Regions from separate parts of the Cricetulus griseus genome. Here region 2 is linked to region 1. The links are chromatin contacts, called in public Hi-C maps. All regions are on one chromosome and are shown on one strand. Each heading gives the region's core, a stretch centred on a gene start, on an enhancer-like site or on the middle of the called end of the contact. The rest is flanking DNA. Distances are from core to core; before and after follow the strand shown.

Region 1 (3,152 bases), core at 235-2,734:
CAGCATCCTGCTTATGTGCCAGGCCTGGACCAGCCTTTACTATCATTGTCACTTGCACTCCTCATAGAAACTTCTTATCCCATTTCCTATTTTATCCTCATTTTACAGATCATGTTGTTAAGGCCCAGCTTTTGTAAGTTCACTCAGATCGTAAGTGGCTACTGGAGAATAAGATGATCTATTCAAGACCAATTCTAGGTTATTTTCAGTAGGTAACCATTTATGTTAATGGTTAGTTATGGGTGGCTGTTTCTCAATGGCTTCGTGATCGGTGTATGAAAGCAAGATCACTGTACCTACAACGAAACCAAACTGAACACATTCTTTTTGAGCAAACACTTAATAAGCTGATGTAAACTGTTTATATAATTTATTCCATAATATCAACAAAGTCCCAGTTGTTTGTGTTCTGCTTGTGCCTTGTATGAAAGATTCGTTGACCCACAATAGGATCAGAGAGTTGAGATTCTTATGCCCTTGTGGTTGATATTAGACGACCAAAACCTCAGAGACAGTGACTGGATCTGGGGCTAAGCAGGGATCAAGCCACAGGTGCCATCTCTAGGAGTGAACATCAGTTGCACCTTTACAAATTCACTTTAACATGGACAGTGGGCACTACAATAGGCTCCCCAGTCCAAATCTGAGCCTCACTCTTGTGACTAGAGAGAGACTGTTATTTGTACCAAACATGGATCTTGATCAGATCAGCAGGGACAGTTATTGGTGGCCCCACAGGAGCTGAATTTTCTAAACAAGCTTGCAGATCACCACAGAGAAGTGAATATCTGACTAGAGCAAATACCCAGTGACCTGCACCCATCTCACATTGTAGCAATTGGAGGCAGCTAAAAATGTAATGGGCTAATAGGTTCCGTTGTTTCTAACTCTTTTGGTTTTGCCTTTTACTCCACAGGAGACTTCCAAACAAGTAGTAGTGTGTGGCCTGGGACAGGCACACAGCAAAGATACTGCTTGCTAGTCTGTTAAGTAAACAAGTGAGAAGAAACTGCATTTGGCCTTAGTCTTATGAAAAAGTTAGCTTATTTGAACAAGTGTCCTATTGATTATGCGTGCACGTGTGTGTGTGTGTGTGTGTGTGTGTGTGTGTGTGTGTGTGTGTACATTTGTATAGAGGCCAGAGGACAACCTAGGCTGCCATCCCTCAGGGGTTTTATTTTATTTTTTGACATAGAGTCCTCTCCCTGGCCTGTAATTCATAAAGTAGGCTAGTCTGGCTGGCCAGTGAGTACTCAAGAAACTATTTGTCTCCCGCTGTCCCAAATTGGGATGGTAAGTCAATGCCGGAGTTCCTGACAGTTTTTAAAACCTAGTTTTTGTATTCTTCATGCTTGCAAAGTGAGTGATATATCTATTGAGCCCCTCCCTACTGCTTTGTTGCATTTGCCGTTGAGAGCATCTGAGTGAGAACAGTTTGGGCACACACAAAAATGGCAATAGTTGTTGTTAAGTCTGACGGGAAATGGTGGAACATAACCAGAGCTTGAAGGACGTAAGAGATAAATGCGTTTTCTATAAATATGCCATATTTGACAGCTGGCATTGTCAATTCCAGTTTTTCAACCATCTTATAGCTGAGAATGTTGTATAATGTAGTTAATCACGTGAGCCTTGGGAAGCAGCTGTCATTGCTGGAGCCACATCTGAGTTCCGTAACAGCAATGGCACTGAATATTTCTTGCTGTCTTTCTTTACCTTTCTACCACTTCCATCACTGAGGGTTATTTTATGCAAACTAACTCTAGGGTCATTTGTCTAAGGTACCAAATATAAATTATGAGAATCAGGTAAGAAGTTAGGTATGTATTTTAATGTACCACACTGCATTAGATGGCTGAAACAAAAGGAATGGGTGGTTTCGTTTTAGCCAGATGGAAGTAGTAGGTGCCAGAGTGATAGTCTTTCTCCATACAAATGGCTCAGCCCTGCTGTATCCAAAGCCTTGAAGGTCAATCATGATTTAAAGCAGTCATGTTCAGAAGAACTCTGTGTGTGTGTGTGTGTGTGTGTGTTCGTTCATGAATTTCCATGGGTATTTATTGCTTTTTTAGGAGCAAGAAGCATATAGTTTTTCACCTTTGTGGAAAGCAGCCTGTATAGGGTTTTCTTAGCCAGCTCCAGGGTTCTTTCTACAGCCGCTGTAGCTCATGTCTCTTGTGGCCAGCAGGGGGCATCTGCAACACAGATTTGGGTTGCATTGAGTTTAACCATCCAATAATAATAGATCAAGCCTTTTTGGAAACCTGTTTGGAAAATGCTGCTCTACACATCCCAAGCTTCCTACTGAGTGTCTTTCTTTATGTATGTGTTACAAGCACAGGAGTCTTGACGGTCCCTCTGTCTCTTTAACATAGCAAGGTGTAGTCTTGCATTATTTTCAGCTGTCTCTTCTCATTAAAATATACCCTATGTAAGTGATATGAATAACTGAATGTATGTTCCACTTAAGCCTTGCTTGCCTGTTTTCTCCTCACTTTCCATTTTCTTTTCTTTCTTGTTTTTATTTTTAGTGCTGGAAATCTACGCAGGCCCTCACCACATGCTAGGCAGGCACTCACCACGCTTCATCTTCAGCCTCATACGTCTCTAACTCCAGTTACTTTAAAGGTAGAAACTGAACTTGTGGCTTCAAGTCTCTCCAGTCAACCAAATTAGACGTCATATTCAGAAGATGTCAGGGAGTTGGTGGGGCGCAGCTGAAGATGCTGGCTAACAAACATTGGGGGATGTGTGTGTGTGTGTGTGTGTGTGTGTGTGTGTGTGTGTGTGTGTGTGTGTGCATTTCCATGGGTATTTATTGCTTCTTTTGTTTTAGGAAGCAAGAAAGCACATAGACTTTTCACTTGCATCCCATCCACATTTTTCAGTGATGGAACAAACATCTACGACATAGTTTGCATGGTGTACAATGGTGCCTATTGGAGTTGTTCCAAACATCACCAGGACCAGAAACATCATCTTAATCCTTGAAACATCTAGAAGCCGAACCTCTCTATAGGCTGTCAATCAAATCTTGAATATAGTTATATTTCTAAAGAGGCTGCGGTGCTTCTGTTTGTAATGAGTCCTGGTGCTGGCCTTGCATACAAACACATCTGAAGGTTACAGCTTGCACCAGTGCAATGACTAGC
Region 2 (3,152 bases), core at 295-2,794, 130 kb before region 1:
GCTTTTGAAACTGCTCATAAAAACATTACAAAGAGGATACTTGCTAAAGCAAGCTGCACCTAGATTAGAGATTTTACCAACAGAGTAGGTATAAAATATCTTCATGACTCTTAATCTCACACTACCCTCTGCCAATGTTTCACTGCTGTGTGGTTAATCCTTATAAAACATCAAATCCTTACAAATGTACAGTTGGCTTGCCTACCACACAGATTTCAATCTTTTTCACTTTAGTTTCTCAAATCTATAATAATCTAGTGCTCTTTCTGGTCCAAGTTAATCCCTTCAAGACTTCTCCTAAACTTCCAATGTCTCATTACAACTGCTTGGGAATTTCTGAGGATCAGTTTCCCAAGTTAAAATTACCAAGAGGCTTACACCTGCAATTAGTGGGTATAATGGCTTCTTCTCATCCAAATTCTCAGTCTTTTGTAGTGCAATTTCAGTTCCAACGTGTGTGTGTGTGTGTGTGTGTGTGTGTGTGTGTGTGTGTGTGTGTGTGCGTTTACAGACAGTGAAAGAGGCCTTTAGTTTGAGCTCTTAGCTCAGACTAAAGTACTTTATAGTTACAAGGACTCTCTGACATGTTTGCTAATGACTCCTGTTTCTCTTTTATTTGTAACACTACAATGCTAAGCACAGCATGTCCTGGCATAACAGTTAAATTTTATACATGTGGTTTTGCAATGCAAAATTAAGCAAGCAAGCAATTCCCAATTTTAAAGAATTAAATAAAATAGTTCCTCAAAATCTTGATGAGGGCAGGGCAGTGGTGGCACACGCCTTTAATCCTAGCACTCCAGAGGCAGAGGCAGGAGGATCTCTGTGAGTTCGAAGCCAGACTGGTCTACAAAGCTAGTTCCAAGGCAGCCAGGACTGTTACACAGAGAAACCCTGTCTTGAAAATCAAAAGAAAGAGGAGGAGAAGGAGGAGGAGGAGGAGGAGGAGGAGGAGGAGGAGGAGGAGGAGGAGGAGGAGGAGAAAAAAATCATGAGAAGGGTCATGTGTTGTACAGGAGTAGAGCCATATACGCTCAGGTCCCTGATTTTTTAATTAAATACAACATTTTCGCCTTTTGATTCGTGGTTCTGGGTGTAATAAAGAGATGGTGGAACAACGGAGATACGTAGAAAACTGACAAGCATTCACAAGGAAACATATCCCACTGACACCACCCTTGTGGCTCACACCTGTAATTTTAGCACTTGGGAGCTGGAAGTAATAGGATTAGGAATTCAAGACTAGCTTCGGGTACTTACTGGGTTCTAGGCCAACTTGGATTCTTTAGACCCTGCTTCAAATCAAAACACATAAGCTTAAGTCAGCGAACCCAGGCGCCCCAACCCTAGGCCTCCTCCCCGCCCTCCGGCGCCCGCTCGCACTCACCTGCGGTCCCAGAAGCTCCGGGAAGAGCAGATAGTAGCCAAGCAATCAACCAAAAAACACCAACCGCTGTCACTTTTCAAATCAGCCGCCTTCTCATGCGGAACCCGCCCTTTTCCGCAGAGTGCTCTTCCGGCGCGACGGGTGCCGGAAGGGCTCAATAGACCCACGATGGGTGGGGCTTGATGTGCATTGCAACAAGCCTGGCCCCAGGCGGGCGGAACCATTATTCCGAGCCTCGGCTTCTATTCGGAACTGCAAATCCACTGGACAGGAGAGCGCAGCTGCTAGGGGGCGGAGTTCCGGGAGGTGTTTACTAGGTTGTCGGTGACTTTCTCCGGAGCTGTGTCGCCGGCGTCCGAGTTAGCGAGCAGAAGGTTTGCTGGTCCCATCCATTAGGCTCAGAGAGTGACAGTGGATAAAGGGTTCTCCACTGAATCAAAAGCATTGTAGAGAATCCTGGCGTAATAATGACAGTGTCGCTGTCTGATGAGCATTGATGAGGTCAGGTTCTGCCGTGGATATTTGTACACTTCATTTCACTTAAAGTTCATGAACGCTTGGGACGGGAACGCGAGCGGATGGCTAGACATTGTTAATTTGCCTTAGAAAGAATGCCCTGCGTTAAAGAGATTGCGCGAGTGACCCAAAGCCGCCCGTAGCATTTCAAAAGTAGTCTAGCCAGAATCTGGGTAAAGAGGACCTAAGTCCCCTGTAAGCAAGACTTGGAGAGATGGGAGGTACCTAATAGTTCATTTGATCAGGGCCTCTCTCACATTCAAGAATGCTGCTCTGAGAGAAGTAATTTGGAATGATCTGGAGTAAAACTAAATCTCTGAATCTTAGTCTCTTCCTGTCTCCTAAAATCCCTCCCCTGGAGCCAGGCACCACAAGTGCTTTCTACAGATTAAGGTAAATAGTCCTGTCTGCTCCATACAGTATCATTAAGATTCGGGGAATTAGTTCATATAGTGTGCTAAATAAAGTGACTGGCAAAATTGTGAATCCCCAATAAGTATTATCTATATTTTGATTTATTTGTAAATGGTTTGTAGTTTTTTTTTTAAATCACAACTAGTAAGTGCTAAAAAACAAAAACAAAAACCAAAACTAAAACGTTGAGCGTCCAAACAAGTGAATTACATGAAGACCAAGAGTATAGAGACTATATGGTCTTTCTCTGAAGAAAAGTTGAGATGAATGTGTAATCAAAGCTATTTGAGGTGTGGTTTTTGCTATAAATTTAACAGCTAGAAGTGTGTTAGAATTTGAATTGTTTATAAAATAAACTAATAGTTTATTCAAATTTCTTAATTACAAGGATAAAACTGATTTTCTTCAAAAGTTAGTGCGAGCGCGCACTAATGACTGTGTGCAGGCACGTGTACATGTGCATATGTAGGGCAGAAGTAAACCTTGAGTGACATCCTTGGAAACAACACCTACTTTCTTGGAGATGGCTTCTCTAATTGGCCTGTTGCTCACCCATCAGACTAAACTGAGCCACCAGTGAGTTCTAGGGATGCCTTCCTCCTCCTCCTCCCCATTGGTGGGATTATAAGTGCATACCACCATGACTCAGTGCTGGGGAACTAGTGCAGGCCTCATGCTTGTGAAGCAAGCCCTATTCACTTTACTATCTGTAGACCAAAGTTGTCTTTTTGAGGCAAAAGATGGAACAGCAGGAATTCTCATAATACCTTTCTAGGGTTCAGTTTTCACCATAGAGATACTAACTATGGTGAAGAGTTAAATTCCAGCACCGAGG

Evidence for each region. Hi-C and Micro-C count contacts between places; a contact is called where the count stands out from the background.
Region 2: a Hi-C map of fibroblasts shows a contact between it and region 1, with 4 times the contacts expected there. The contact joins the promoter of Nuf2 here to the promoter of Rgs5 in region 1. A contact is called at or near these places in 3 of 8 Hi-C or Micro-C datasets (the CHO-K1 cell line and fibroblasts).

What each region holds. Positions count from the first base shown.
Region 1 is chr5:23,105,496-23,108,647 of CriGri-PICRH-1.0, reverse strand. It overlaps Rgs5 (regulator of G-protein signaling 5), which reads left to right and starts at 1,484. Exons shown (of 6, transcript XM_035445811.1): 1 at 1,484-1,513. The coding sequence starts at 1,484.
Region 2 is chr5:23,237,532-23,240,683 of CriGri-PICRH-1.0, reverse strand. Nuf2 (kinetochore protein Nuf2) reads right to left here and starts at 1,544. Exons shown (of 14, transcript XM_027417088.2): 1 at 1,388-1,544.